2 separate regions of the Nothobranchius furzeri genome follow, and region 2 is linked to region 1. A link is a contact called in public Micro-C data. All regions are on one chromosome and are shown on one strand. The core of a region is the stretch at or near the end of the contact, and the rest is flanking DNA. Distances in the headings are between cores, read along the strand shown. Region 1 holds the start of ppp1r3g (protein phosphatase 1 regulatory subunit 3G). Region 2 holds the start of nrn1a (neuritin 1a).

What was found. A called contact is a pair of places that touch in the nucleus more often than the background predicts.
Region 2: a contact with region 1 is called in a Micro-C map of tail fin, with 3 times the contacts expected there. The contact joins the promoter of nrn1a here to the promoter of ppp1r3g in region 1. A contact is called at or near these places in 2 of 2 Hi-C or Micro-C datasets (skeletal muscle and tail fin).

The regions. Positions count from the first base shown.
Region 1 is chr7:63,846,226-63,854,105 of NfurGRZ-RIMD1, reverse strand. It overlaps ppp1r3g (protein phosphatase 1 regulatory subunit 3G), which reads right to left and starts at 5,024. Exons shown (of 1, transcript XM_015955623.3): 1 at 3,599-5,024. The coding sequence starts at 4,990. The coding sequence ends at 4,202. cyb5a (cytochrome b5 type A (microsomal)) reads right to left here. Exons shown (of 5, transcript XM_015955622.3): 5 at 7,425-7,880.
Region 2 is chr7:64,022,890-64,030,769 of NfurGRZ-RIMD1, reverse strand. nrn1a (neuritin 1a) reads left to right here and starts at 4,963. Exons shown (of 3, transcript XM_015974710.3): 1 at 4,963-5,400. The coding sequence starts at 5,346. It overlaps LOC139070688 (a long non-coding RNA gene), which reads right to left. Exons shown (of 2, transcript XR_011521169.1): 2 at 5,198-7,880.

The DNA of each region.
Region 1 (7,880 bases), core at 3,775-6,274:
TTAGCACTTTAGTGCATTTTAGTTAAAGTTTAAACTTTCTGCCTAAAACTGTCAGCTAAAACTCTGCACTGCTTTTGAATTTAAATCTGCCATCGCTATTGGCTAAGAGGTACCCTAGAACGTTAGCTGGTACCATATGATGTCACAATGCCGCTGTGAGTCTGTGTGTGTATTTGTTAGCGGCTCCGCCCTCTCGGTCTGCTAGGCAACAGCATTTGTTGCATTTTTCAAACAGGAAGTGGGAGTGGAGTAATAGTCTGGTGGGGGGGTGACTTCCTCTGCTGGTCGTAAAACTAGAATATAGTAAAAAAAGTTGGTTTATTTCAGTAATTCCATCCAAAAGGTGAAACTTGTGGATTAGATTCGTTCTCTACACACAAACATTTCAGATTATTCTTTAGTGTTGAGGATTCAACTGATGAAAATCCCAAATTCAGTAACTCAGAAAATATTGTGAAAAGGTTCAATATTGAAGACTGCTGGTGCCACTCTAATCAGCTAATTTACTCAAAACACCTGCAGAGCCTTTAAATGGTCTTGCAGTCTAGTTCTGTAGGCTACAGTCGTGGGGAAGACTGCTGACTAAAGACGGCCATTGTCCCTTTACACAAGGAGGGCCAGACACAACAGCTCACTGCTGTTCACAGAGCTGTGTCCGAGCACATGGACAGAGTGGGGACGGGAAGGACACGATGTGGGAAAAAGTGTTCAAGCACCAGGGATACCCGCCCCCTGGAGTGGCTTGTGAAACAAAACCCATTCAGAAATGTGGAGGAGGCACAAAGAGTGGACTGCTGCTGAGTGCTCCTGAGTTATCTTCTCCGATCAAAGTAAAGTTTGCATTTTCTTCGGCAATCAAGGTCCCGGAGTCTGGAGGAAGGGAGGAGGGGTGCAGAATCCATGTAGCTTGAGCTCCAGTGTGAAGTTTCTACATGTGCTGGTCCAAGGTCAACGCAGCCATCTACCAGCACTTCATACTTCCTGCTGCTGGCCAACTTTATGGAGATGCAGAAGAGCTGAAGGCCACTATCAGAGCAACATGAGCTCCCGTACACCTGAGCAGCGCCGCAGATGCCACGCCGCCTTGCTGCAGCAGTCCAGGCCAAAGCAGCCCCAGCTACTGAGGTAGCTGATCACACGTTCTGTAGGCCGACATTTTAGAAAACTGTTCAGAGAAGCTGCTGCAGAGATGGCAGCTAACTGGTGAACGGCGCCTTCATAGGGTTCTACAACCCCCCCAAGGTGCTTTAGTCATTCACCCATTCACACACACGCGATGATGAGCTACGATGCAGCAACAGCTGCCCTGGGCGCACTGCTGAGGTGAGGCGGTTGCAACATCAAGTTTTCTAAATCTTTATACGAGTTTGTAGAAACCAGAAATGTTCTCAAATATTAGATCAGAAGCTGAGTAAACAGAACCTTCTGGGTCTGTTTCCTGCAGCAGAACCATAACAAAAGTCTTTGTTTGTTTAGAAGCAGGAGCCTGAGAGCCGGTGGGTGACTTCTATTTTGACTCAAACCTTTATTTTATTAATTGAAGACATTTTGAAAGAAAATGTGAAGCAGCTTCCAGAGAAAAGCAGAGACAATGGAAATCTGAGTTGAAGCTGCAGAAACTTCTCCTTAATGAGTCAAATTCAGCACAAACGAGAAAATAAAACCGACGTTTTACTGTCTTACAGTCCGAATTAGAATGTCTGAGTGGACACGATGCAGCAGGGTCTGCAGAATTAACTTGATGTTTTCATGTCGAATGGATGTGGATCCAGAACTTTTCACCAGTCCAGCGTCGGAGTTGGAGCAGGCGCTCTGAGTTTCATCACGTCCCAAAAACTGCAACCTTAAAACAAATATTTGATTCCCAGCTGAAGGAAATATTCTCAGCAGGAAGCAAACAGCAGCTATGCAGAGGCAAGAGAGGTTTTACCATAAAAACTCTTTTTTTCCCCAGTCTGACCCCAGAACATCCTGTTTGTTGTTCCATTTGGACCAAAACCTGAAAACCATCATCTCTTCGTGTTTATGTTGTGTGTATCTGGTGACACCTAGAGGCTCAAACTGCAAACTGCAACCAACTCGATCTAGTTTCACCAGATTGATGAGCTAACGGCTAGTCTGTGAGAAGACTGTTGGCTTCCTTCATTTGCCAGCGATTCGTGTGACATACACGCCAAGGCTGCTATTGGCTGGATCCCTCGTCAGAACTTCCCAGCAATTTAGTCACCGCTACTGAATGTAAAATAAATAAATAAAGACCTCATGATGAAGTTTATCATGAGGTCTTTATTTATTTTGATCCCTTAATGAAATTGTTGCAAAGAAATGTTCTTAAATTGATTTTCTGGACAGAAAGAATTTTACAAACTTTTATAGACATGTTTAATTTGGAGTTATTTATCAGACTTTTGTTAGTTTCAGACTTTTTTACTATTGATGGGACTTGGGGCTCTGAAAGAGCCGTTCAAAAGAGTCAGTCTTTTGAACGAAGCAGTCGGTGAGAGCAGGGTGGGGGGTTACTGGAAGACACGATGAACAGTTCTCTACAGAGACTCCTCTTTCGTTATCTCTGTATTTGTAATATTGTTTTCTTGATATTTTATGATTTTATGTTTTTATCTTGCTTTTATGCCCAGGTACTGGGAATGTTTTTATGATGATGCTGTTCAGCACCTTGGGCTTCTGATAATGTTGTGGAAGGTGCTCTACAAATAAAATTTGATTGGTTGATCTTTCATTGTTCACTTTTAAATCCCTTTCAAAAGATTTGATTTGTTTGTGAAAGTCACATCACTTTTTCTACTTAGTTCTTCCTTTGTTGCTTCAGGTCTTCGCTGCATACGCTGCTGCAGAGGGAAGGGTTGGGGTTAAAGAGCCAGAAACACCTAAACTAGCTTATTGTTGTATAGATGAGTGTCTGATAGTGCTGTACACGCGTGTAATCTTCATTTTGGCAGTTCAGTACAACTTATTTTAAATGTAATACTTCAGCCCCAAACTGTAGTTCTGTCTCCATCTTCAGGTGCAAGCTGCTCCACACTGACGTAGAATCAGCCACAGCTGAGGGCTGTAGCGCAGCAGGGTGTCCTCAGTACCGTGCTACGTGGCTGCACTGCACTGGACTCCTGATGAGTCTCGCCGCACCTCCACCTGACACGTATGACACGTAGGTGCTCGGAGCCGCTCGCCTCCTTAAGAAAAACATCCTCCTCCCATGTTTTCTAATGAAGGAGGTGAACAGGAAGTCCTCCTTCCTGCAGCCAGTCTCTGTCTGCTCTTCTCCTGAGCGGTGAGTCTGCTGTTCGTGGGCGCTCTTGTTAACAACTCTTTTTTTTTTTTTACTGAGAAACTCCGGGGGTGGGGGTGGGGGGTTGAAAGGGATGCTGCCAATGATTGCCTCAGTGGCGCTCTCTCGGTCCTCTGAGCAACGCCTTTCGCCAACCGGAAGTCTGGTTGAAATAAGTCTCCACCCATGCCTTGACTTCCACTTACAACATATCTGGTATGGAGTGGGCGGGGCCTCATGGAACAAAATAAAACTATGAGAAAGAAGTGAAACGCAGTAAAAGTTTTTAAAATAAAGACTCAAACAGCTGTGGATTTTAGGAAGTTAGAGCTGATTTAATACAGCAGCAACACTTTGGTCTTCATTCAGACGATCCATTAGCTAGCTAGAATTAGCTGTTATCTTGGACTACCCATTAACTTAAATAGCTGCTATCTAGGATTAGCTGTTAGCTTGGACTACCCATTAGCTTAAATAGCGGCTAGCTAGGATTAGCTGTTGTCTCGTTGGCTCTAAGAAATTATCTAGAACTGATTTATTTGTAACTTTCACACAGAAGCAGAAAAACACGACTGAAAATCCCTTAAACATTTATTGAGCTACAGGTTTGATTCCACTTTCGCTCATGTGAGGTTCATCGTCCATTTAATTACTGGCTGGGAGCTAATAGCGCGAGGCGGCCATGTTGGATTCTAAAGAAACTTTTTGTCCCCCCTGACTCGCTGTAGAGACTTTAATCATTAAAAAGTGATAAAAACCTTTAGGATTTGATTATTTTTCTACATTTGTGGATTAACTGATCCAGCAGAACATCCTGCTGTAGGGGTTCGGATCAGAAGCTGACCCAGATGTTTGTTCTGGTCAGTTTACAGCCACTGACGGGTTCGGTGTCTCTGGTGGACCGGTCCTTCGGGTTCAGGTGGCGTGGAGAACGGAGCTGACGAAGCCGTGGTCCGGCATGCTCCGGTACCGGAGCGTGTAGTTCTGACCCAGGTTGTTGTCCCAGAACTCGCCCTGGTCGCTCCGCAGGAAAACGGCGAAGTGGACGGCCGAACTCGGGTCCATGAACGGTGGGGTGTACACGGTGAAGGAGAACCGAGCCTCGGATCCCGGCTCTTCCACCGGCGACACCGGCAGGGCTTGCGCGTCCACGTGCGAAAGCCAGTCGTTAAAGGTGTACCGGATCCCGACCTCCCGGACCTTGCAGCCTCTCCGGACCCGGATCTGCCCCCGAACCTCGAACTGCGTAATGGAGACCTGCTCCAGGCAGACCCGCAGCTCCTGGACCCTGCGGTCCGCGTCCCGGAGCTCCGGGAAGCAGGCCACCAGCCGGTCCATGTCCAGACTGGACCTGAAGTTCTGACACAGGTCCCCCAGGACGTCCTGCTGCGGGGGAAAGCTCTTGTACCGGGACAGGACCTTGGTGGGGATCTGCGGCTCCTCTTGGGAGCTGAAGTGTTTCACGCTGGTCAGGGTCAGACCCATGGAGTCCGCGAACTTTACCCGCTTCCTGCCCGAGTCCGGGTCCAGGAGCGCGGCCGGGTAGGCCGGCAGGGACCGGGCTCTCCTCCGGTCCCTCATGAACCGCTCCAGGTGGGACGCGTCCAGCTCGTCGTCCAGGTCCCCCTCCCCCTCCTCCTCACTGTCCAGACCGTTCTGCACGGACCGAACCGGACCGCGGATCAGTGGAGGTGAACGGGACATGAGTGCGCAGAGTCCAGAGGGACGTGGACTTCTATAGGGACCCCAGCCCCCCCCCCCCCCCCCCCCCCCCCCCCACTCCCCCCTTCTGTGTGCCTGGACCACACACACACACACACACACACACACACACACACACGTTGATGACGTCACCCAACGGTAGCCCATAAACACAGAAAGTTAAAATGAGGCAGAAAAATTAGATTTTAGTCCGTTTTCAGGTCAGTGACGTCAGTAACCTCTGATTGGTTTAGTTTGTGTTTCTCATTTAAACAGAAACGTTTTAAATCAACACACAACTCTTGAGTTGATAAAACTTCCCCCCTCAGGTTTTGTTGTTACGTAACACGTCCGGCACGTGACGTGCGTCAAAACAGGCAAAGTAACAAACACAGCGTCACCAGTGCCAGCCTCGTGACGTCACGTTTCAGCTGATAACAGGATTTCACCATCATCATCATCCACCTTTATTCCAGCAGAGCTGAAGTCCAAATCATAATAAAACAAAGATAACCTCAGTTTGTCTTAGTTTATTTAAATGTTTATGGTTTTATTTTTTATTATAAAAGTCAGAAAAAGTTTACTTATACTAACACAACCGGAAGTGAGTGATAAACATCAGAGAACAGAAAAGCACCGGTGTGTGTGCTAACTACCATAAGCGACATATCCTTTCCCTTCATCGCGGTTTTGTTTGGAATAACCAGAATGTAGCTGAAGTAAGTCAGACCAGTTATGTTTAAACAGAATGTAAAAAAACTTAATGTTAAGAGATGATATGAATAATCTTGGGTGTATTTTTTATTTTAATTTAGTTTTTTCTGTATTGATCATCAGCAATGATCAATAACTAATGTTCTGAAACTGCATTCAAGGATTGTTGATTAGTGGCAGCGGTCTTCATCTTTGTTAGTGAGAATATCTACGCTTTGCTAATGGTGTGAATGGGGCAGATTTCTTCTATCTGCTCCTAAAGTAAGTTTTATTCGTTCTTTTTTATTATTGTGTAAAGTTACTATGTTTTAAAATTAAATGAATAAATATCTACATATAATCTTTTGGTGGAGGAGGGTGTATTATTGTTAAAGCAGTTGTTTAACCAGGAAGGAGACATTATAACTGATTCATTTCTGAAGAAAACATCCCAGTTACTCCTGATGCAGTCCCAGCTGTAGGTCCGTTATCCTGTATTCTCCAAGTTAATTATAGGAAACATCCCTTTATAGGTGTTAAAACTAACAACAGAGAGATACTGTGTGTGTGTGCGTGTGTGTGTGTGTGTGTGTGTGTGTGTGTGTGTGTGTGTGTGTGTGTGTGTGTGTGTGTGTGTGTGTGTGTGTGTGTGGTTTTCCTGTGTTTAGGATGATTTTCCTTGTATGTGTTCAGAGTTACTCTCCACCTTCCCTCCGCTCCTCACTCACCCACCTGTGTCCCATGAACTCACCTCCTCCATGATTTAAGCCAGCAGGTTTCATTCGTCCTTGTTGGATCTTCCCGTCATCGTGACCATCCTGATCCCTCGTCCTGTTTCTGTCTGATTTCACGCTTTTGAATCTTTACTTTATTAAATATGGTTGAGTTTACCTGCTTGCCCTCTGGAGGTCTCACCTGCACCTTGACCCCTACAGCCATACATGACACAAATGTTCCAACCATCAGACACGTGAAAGGCTCAGAAGATTCAGACGCCGAGGTTTGATCTGTCAGCACGATGAAAACAAGGACCTAACCCTTTAAAAGTGTTGTAGTTTTCGGTTTTGGCCACTAGATGGCGGAAAATCTTTATTATTCATGTTTTATATTTATATTTTGTTTTCTGCTCAAAACGCTCTAAAAGATGATAAAACACGTTTATTATAGGGATGCGACTAAACATTAAAGTGTAAGTGTGCTGCATGTGGCAGGAAATGACAATAAATTCATGTTTTGACTCAAATATTTGATCTACAAGTTTTTTTTATAGCCTGGCAAGCTATTCTGTAGAGCCCAGTTATTTAGCTTCAGCCAATAGCAGTCCAGATTCTAGATTAGATTTGTTTTAAAAGCATTTAGCTTTTCTCTAACTGGTGTTTTGTTATTGTGGGTTCATCTGAGGGAATGCAGTTGAAAACAGTTTTGATGTTTAACGGAAATGTCTACGTTTTATTTCCATTTACTCATGATACAAACAAGTTTCAGACATTTTAAACACAATGTCACGTTTCGTCTCACTGAATGATTCTTAATCCCAACTGGATCCCAGCTGATCTCTGGTAATCCTATCTGAGAGGATTCCCGGGGACTCCGCAGGGTGCTGGATCAGGGTGGTTTCCTTCTCCACCTGCATCCGTTACAGATCCAATCTAAAATGTTCCTTGTTTCAATATTTCTGATGAAGAAAAAATGCAAAGATGTGCAGGTCACATGACCACAGCAAAGCAAAGAAGCAGCACCAAACTCTGGTAGGAATCACCTTTATTGCATTGAAAGCAGCTGTTTAGGTTCTGGTCACCATCAGAATCTGGTCTGGGGTTCTGCACGCATCAGGACATCCCAGAAGCTCACTTTTAGTTCCTGCTGCAGCGCTCAGACATCCGGACCATGGCTCAGACTCGGGAGGTTTCACTACAGTTGGGTTTTATCGGGCTCAGCTGATCCGGGTTCCTGCTGAGTACAGAACCTTTTCTGACTTTCATGGAGAATTTCTAACAGCCTGTAAAGGTTTTAGTGTTTCTTCTTTGCTTCACTTCACGTTTTATTTGTGAACTAAAAGATTTTCCTGTTTTCAACTGATTGAAACAATCAAAGCTGTAATGAGTCGGACCAATCAGCTGCTGTTCGTGACGGGTTTGGGTTCTGGTCACATCTGATCTGAGATCTGCAGCATCGACCGGCGTGAAGCTCACTGCAGACG
Region 2 (7,880 bases), core at 3,714-6,213, 180 kb before region 1:
GAGAGCACACACGGCAAGTCTATCCATCCGTGGTGCCCGTGGTCATCGGGGCAGAAACCCCCACACTGGAGGAGTGGTTATCCCAGAAAAAAACATATGATATATATAACACAATGGTTCTCCCACTTAGAAGATGAGACCTGTAGACCTGTAGACATGTAGACCTGTAGACCTGTAGGCCTGTAGACCTGTAGACCTGTAGACATGTAGACCTGTAGACCTGTAGGCCTGTAGACCTGTAGACATGTAGACCTGTAGACATGTAGACATGTAGACCTGTAGACATGTAGACCTGTAGACCTGTAGGCCTGTAGACCTGTAGACCTGTAGGCCTGTAGACATGTAGGCCTGTAGACATGTAGACCTGTAGACATGTAGACCTGTAGACCTGTAGACCTGTAGACCTGTAGACCTGTAGGCCTGTAGACATGTAGACATGTAGACATGTAGACATGTAGACCTGTAGACATGTAGACCTGTAGACCTGTAGGCCTGTAGACCTGTAGACCTGTAGGCCTGTAGACATGTAGGCCTGTAGACATGTAGACATGTAGACCTGTAGACATGTAGACCTGTAGACCTGTAGGCCTGTAGACCTGTAGACCTGTAGGCCTGTAGACATGTAGGCCTGTAGACATGTAGACCTGTAGACATGTAGACCTGTAGACATGTAGACCTGTAGGCCTGTAGACATGTAGGCCTGTAGACATGTAGACCTGTAGACCTGTAGACCTGTAGACATGTAGACCTGTAGACCTGTAGACATGTAGACCTGTAGACCTGTAGACAGGTAGACCTGTAGACCTGTAGACATGTAGACCTGTAGACCTGTAGACCTGTAGACCTGTAGACATGTAGACCTGTAGACATGTAGACCTGTAGACCTGTAGACAGGTAGACCTGTAGACCTGTAGACATGTAGACCTGTAGACCTGTAGACATGTAGACCTGTAGACATGTAGACCTGTAGACAGGTAGACCTGTAGACCTGTAGACATGTAGACCTGTAGACATGTAGACCTGTAGACCTGTAGACATGTAATTCCCATGTCAGGTCTACAGGTCTGCTTCATCTATGAGAGACTAAAAGAGAAAAAGAAAATTACTCTGTCTGATTTTGATTTGGTGGAAAATAAGTTTTAGTCAATAATGAAAGTCCATCTCCTTACGTCGTTACATGCTAGGGATGCTCAGTACCCCTTCTGGTACCGGTAAAAGTTAACCGATGATGATGCAGTTGCCTGAAAATGGCTTCTCTGTAGTTTCTGCTCGCCTAATATTTTTGTTTATTTTTATCTATCTCAGTCTTTTGCTGTTGAAAGCAGAGAAGAAACTAAAACGTGTATTCCAGTTCCTGGCACGTTGTGTGGTAGAAGTATCGGCGAGTATTCCGATCCAAGTATCGGTCTGGAGTAAAGCGGTATCGTTACTCCCCCATACGGCTTCGTTGGCAATGACAGGTCAGAGGTTTCATTTAAGTCTTCAGAAGGGTTTCACTCCTGCACGCTCTCCTCCACCGCCGCGATGTCGCTGGCCGTTAGCTCCCTCCAGAGATCTCCTATGGGGTTCAGATCCGGAGGTCGGCTAGGCCTCTCCAGGGCCTCTTTCACCAAACGTTTGTAGAAACATTCCTAAAATCCTTCCCTCCAACAAAATCTAGAACCTTTGTACGAACGGTCAAAATCACGGTTCATGAGACACGCTCGTTCCTCCGCACTCGTCTGATGACGAGTCCCACCTGTGCTACCCAGGTGCTCGTGTCCCTTCTCAGTCATCTACAAACAGAAACGCCCTCATTTAACCATATTTGGTCGTGCTGCATCCTGAGCTCGTGAGTGGGTTCCTGCGTTCTACCCAGAAAACAGAAAACGTTGTGAGGAGGAGACGCTGGCTGCTGAAGCTCAGAAGAACCAAACGAGTGTCGGAGGTGATGAACACGGTCGGGACAGAGGAGAGCTTCCTGTCAGGAATAAAGAAAAACTTGTCTGAGTGCAGCCTCTCGCTGTCATTCAGTCTGGTTACCGTGGCAACGCGTGTGTGTGATGGGGAGCAGAGGAGGTTCTGGGGGTTCTCCTGGTCATACAACAGAACATGGAGCAGAATCGGATCTGTCGCTCCACAACGATCCCACTTCCCAGCATGGCTCCAGACGGATCTGCCGTCAGCGCTCACGGAGACGCGTTTCCTCCTGAGCAGCTCCGGCAGGTCCTTCATAAGAACATAGAAAGGTTCTTTTATCTAACGCGTCTGAGGCAGAAGCACGAGGAGTTTCACGAGGACACAAATATAACGGAAGAAAATAAAATTTACATCAACGATTAAGAACTTCACAAAAGCAGGAAGAGAAAAAATGTGATTACAACATTCCTGAAAGCCAGATTCCCGTTGTTTAGCTCCGGTCATGTGACTCAGCTGTTTATCCACCATGATATTTATTCACTGGGTCAAATAATTAGTGGATGAGGAACATGAAGACTGAGACCTTTGGTGTTCCTGTGGTTCCCCGTCCTACCACTAGATGTTCCTCCACATGGTCTGGAGTTTCTGATGTTTAGGAGCATTTCCACACACACACACACGTGTGTGTTAGACCTACACACACGTCTGTGTGTGAGCACGGCTGGCACATGAGGACCAGGACCTTCAAATGCTTCTGATGAAGCCACTCCTGCCTTACCCCGGCGTGTATTTGAGATCGTTGCTTTCCTTCTCCTCCAAACACGACGAGTAGTTTTTAACCAGAAAGTTCTATTTTGGTTTCATCTCAATCAATCAAATTTTATTTCTAAAGCGCTTTTCAAACAAAGTGTGATTCAAAGTGCTTTACAAAATGACCCCAGATTCCCATAACAGGTTAAAAACATTTACAAACATATGCAAGCACACACACACACACACACACACACACACAAGTAAAAATTATATTAGGCTGAGTCCAGATGAGCCAAGTATGGTAACGCAAGGAAACGCCATCAGAGGAGCCGTCTGCCCCGGCAGCATCAGGTCTTCCACACTAAGTCAGGGCGCTCATTGGAGGGGGGGCATAGACCCCCACCCATAGAGCGCCCCGGAAGCTACAGTCGACCACCGCTCCCGGGGCAGAGGGCCCCCACAGAGGAAACACTGGATTAAAATGAGTAAAAATGTAATAAAAGAGCTAATATAAATGACAAAAATTAGAAAATAATAAATAAAATGATATAAACAGTAAAATAATAATTTAATAATAAAACTGCAAAAATTTAATTATATAGAACATGCAAAGCAAGCAATAAAATATAATCAAAACGAGAAATAAAACTGTAGAAAATATTTAGATAAAAGCTAACCTAAAAAGATGGGTCTTGAGTCTTGACTTAAAAACATGACCAACACTCCTCTTCTGGATCATCCAGAAGCTCTCCAGCATCTTCAGACGGGCCTGCAGGTGTCCTGGCTTAAGCAGGGGGACACATCCCAGGTGGAGGTGTGTGTTGGTGCCAGCTCTCTGCAGCTCACTCACCAGATGTCGTTCTGGGAGTTCTGCTCACAGTTCTTGTGATCATTCTGACCCGCAGGGTGAGCTCCTGTGTGGAAGATCAGCGGTCTTGGATGTCTCCTACAGGTGATTTCTTCAAGCTGCTAGGCACCTGTTGCAGGTTCAGTCTTCCCAGCCTGGTCCAGGTCCACAGCTTCGTTTCTGGGGTCCTGACATCTCCTTGGTCTTGGGTTAGTGGAGTGTGACTGTCTGAGGTTGTGGCAGGTGCCTTCTACACTGGTAACCAGTTCAACAGGTGTCATTAGCACAGGTAACGAGTGGCGGGGAGAGCAGCCTCTTACAGAAGACAGGTGTGTGAGAGCAGAAACATCGGAAGACCAAACACTTGTTTAAAAATCAGACAGTGTGAGTTCCTGGATTTTTTTTCTCATTTAGTCCGTCACAGGTGAGGTTTACCTGTGACGGACTTACACACCAGCCCGCCATACCGTAGTTATAACAAACGGATCCCAGTGGAGGTTACTTTTATTCTTCTCCAGCCTCTCTGTCTGATTCAGAGCCAACAGCAGCTCCTCGTCATCACCAGCAGGGGGCAGCAACGACCACGAGACCATGTGGGCCAGGAGGTGCGCGTGTCCAGCTCCGAGCTGGCTCCTGATTGGTCAGAACGTGTTTAACGAAGTCAGGAAACAAGGTCAAACAAAACCGTGTGTGTGTGTGTGTGTGTGTGTGTGTGTGTGTGTGTGTGTGTGTGTTCTTGTACTTACTAAATGCTGAGGACCATTATGAGGCTTTAACCAATAGAGTGAGGACATTTTTCTGGTCCTTTCTTTTTTAAATGTAGTTTTAGAGCTTCGGTGTGAATTAAGTTCAGTTCAGTTCGGGTTGGTTCTGGTTCTGGTTCTGGTTAGGCTAATGGAGTCCCAAAAATGAATATAAGTCAATGGAGGGTCCACACAAGGAGACGTGTGTGTGTGTGTGTTTGTGTGTGTGTGTGTGTGTGTGCGTGTATGTGTGTGTGTGTGTGTGCACGTGTGCGTGTGCATTGCCCAAGGACAGAATGACTGATCAGCATGGAGCCGTATTCTAACCGACAACCCACCCATCTGCAGCCAGAGGCGGATTTTATTGATTCAGACACAAAAAAATCAAATATTTTTACTTTTCCTGATGTCGTTTGCATGAATGAGTGAAACCAGCTAAATCTGAATTCCGGGATAAAGTTTCCACTTTGACACCTTTGTGTTTTAAACCTGAACAACATGATGTCACTTAGAAAACAGGAAGTGCTGCAGAGGAATAAACTAACCAATCAGAGAGCAGCCTGGGACCATTCCAACCAAATGATAAAACAATTTTTTTTATTTCTTTTGTCCTAATTTAGCAGGAATTAAATGACTTTACCTTCTCCTGTATTTAACTTTGTAACATTTTAGAGCCGAAAACCTTCAGAATGATTTTATTTCTGACCATAAAAATAAACATTTAATTAAATCAGAACATGAATCAGAATTTGACTCATTTTCTATTTTTGCCTGAAAAGCTTTGTGAACAGATGAGATCCGACCAGGATGACAGTGATGGAGAGATGGAGGGATGGAGGGATGGAGGAGGAGGAGCTTTCTCTCACTCTTTGCTTTGGGTCGGGACGCGTAAAACGGAGTGAGCGCGCAGCGCAGCAGCAGAGAGGGAGAGCAGACGCTCCGGTCAACACTTAAAGACGAGGAGGAGGAAGAGGAGCAGCAGGCGGAGGTCTCCGCCGGACCGGATGAAGCTGTTGGCGGCTTTTTGCGGGGAATGTGCAGCTCCTCCTCCGCGGCTCCAACTTAGTGACTCTGGTGTCTGATGGTGAGAGCGGACTCGGAGGATGGGAGTAACCTGGTCCTCCAGATGCCTCGCTCTCCTCCTCGCGCTCCACCTAGGTGAGGATGCTTCCTGTCAGTTTCAGGACGAACTTCAGATTCGTTTTTTAGTCTGCTGGATTAGAATCCGATTATAATCTGAGCGTCTCTCACCGTGAAACGCCTTCCTGTGACTTCTGCACAACTCATTTATCCTAAAATTACTTTATGCTGTTTTGGGTTTTTGAAGCCGCGGACACGCGTGAGCTGCGGACGGGGCTTCACTTCACATTCAGAGCGCGCGCGTGCGTGCGTTAACGGGGGAATGCCCCCCTCCCCGCCCCCGGTTGTCCCGCGCTGAGGACATTTGCTGCATCTCCTCCACCTGCAGGACGCTTTTGATGAAAGTCGTTCAGACACACTTCGGATCGGCTCCGTGGACCGGGTCCGGTTCGGCTGAGGCCCGCAGGAGATACCGACAACGAAACTATAAATAAAAACCCATCAGGAACTAAACGGGTCCGAGAACCGGTTATTAGTCGGTGTTCAGAGGCTCCATCCCGCCGCAGAGCGTCACGCCCCGCAGCGTCCGGAAAAAACATGTTTTTATTTACACATTTAAATCTTTTCTGCACTAATTAGATAAACAAATAAACAAATAAAATGTATTTATTACAGTCTGCGCGCGCTGGCGGATCACGTGCAAAAAACACTCATTTTCTTTCGTCTCTATTATCGGAGGTGTGAACGCCTGCTTCCGGGCCTCCTGGTTCGGTTCGTTTGCAGGAAATACCCCGCTCCCTGTGCCCGGGATGCGTCTAGTTGCTGCAGATGAGCTCCGAAAAATGGAGCTGATTGTTGTTTTTTTCTGCTGCTGCGTTGCATAACGGAGCTGTGGAGGAGGGCTGTGTGTGTGTGTGCGTGTGTGTGTGCGTGCGTGTGTGTGTGTGTGTGTGTGTGTGTGTGGCAGAGGAATGCTGAATTATTCAGGACACACAATCCTTCTCGGGTCTTTTGTTCCGGAGGTTTCATGTTTCAGGAAGAAAATTCTAACTTGTTTAATTTTAATAATAAAACGAGCAGCTGAATTATTTGCGGACTAATCGAATAGAATATTAATCGTTCTGGATTTCCAGAGTTCTCGGGTTATTTTGGGTTTTTGGAGCGGAATCCTGTCCCGTGCACGCGCGCGCGTGTGCCAACTGAATCCCTGCAGTGATTGGTCTAAGGTTTGGCGCGCCGCTGCAGCAGAGTCACACCTTGAGACAGAATCAGGTTAAATCTTTTGAGGTTTTATGTCTGAGCCCAGATCAGAGACGTTAAACATTTGCTTCAGCTCACGCGCGGCGATTACGTCATGGTTTGATTTTCAGCAGAACTGCGGATTTTTTATGCGTCATTTTTGTGGCTTTTTGCGGTTTTTCTAAAATTGTACGCACAAAAGATAAAAATGGCCTCATGTGTTTGGTGGGTGTGTCTGCGTGAAGCACGCTGCTTCTGCGTTCACACACTGCAGGTAACAGTGTGTGTGTGTGTGTGTGTGTGTGTGTGTGTGTGTGTGTGTGTGTGTGTGTGTGTGTGTGTGTGTGTGTGTGTAGGTGGGGTGAATGAGTGCTTGATAGGAGGCGTGAACGAAAATAAAAGAGAAAAAACTTGTGCGCGCGCCAGTCCTGGTTTGACTCCTGAAAAATAAAAACAGATTATAATAAAAAGCAGAAAACTGGAGTTTTTTTTAACAAAGATGAACGAATCAAAAATAAAATGAAAAGATTTTTACTTTTAAACGATAAAACGTTATTTTTAAATTTGGTGCAAACATGAAACCTGCATAAAAATCTCCTGATGACGCATCAAAGCGCAGAAAATCAACCAAAAATCTAAAAGTGAATTTTTTCGTTTGGACTAAAAATAGATGCTTATTAATAATGAATGAAAAGCTGCAGAAACTGGTTCATTTCAATAAAACCAAAATAATTCTAATGCATTCATGAGGTTAATTTGCTTGTTTCTGCTGCGGGTTTTGCGTTTTTGGCGCTGATTGATGCACAGTGATGCGGCAACGCGCGCGTGCAGCTTCTCACAGAGATGATGTAATGCTTCCGACACCGGCGGAACAAAAGGACTCAAACCGTTCATTACGGAACATTTATGATCAAATATTAGTTTCAATTTGAGAGGAAATAAACCAATAAATCATAATTATTATCCTGATGCTGCCGGAACCAAACGGAGGTTTTTAATTATTTAAGTTCACACATTTATTGTGAATCTGATGACGTAGAATCCAGCTGCGGGCTAACGCCAGTTGAACAAAATAAAGGCTCCTTAAAAACTCAGAACGAACGGGTTCCGGATCTTCTGGGTAGGGTCTGGAGCAGAAGGTGTACAGAATCTGGAGAACTGATCTAACCTTTGACCTTTGCGCGGTTTAACAGAGTTAAATACATCAAGTCAGAGTTGATATTCAAATAGAAACAAGATGGAAACCAAAAATTCAGCAGAAATAATAAACAGACTAGAAATCTACTTGATTTGTTCCATAAAACGTTAAAATAATAAAA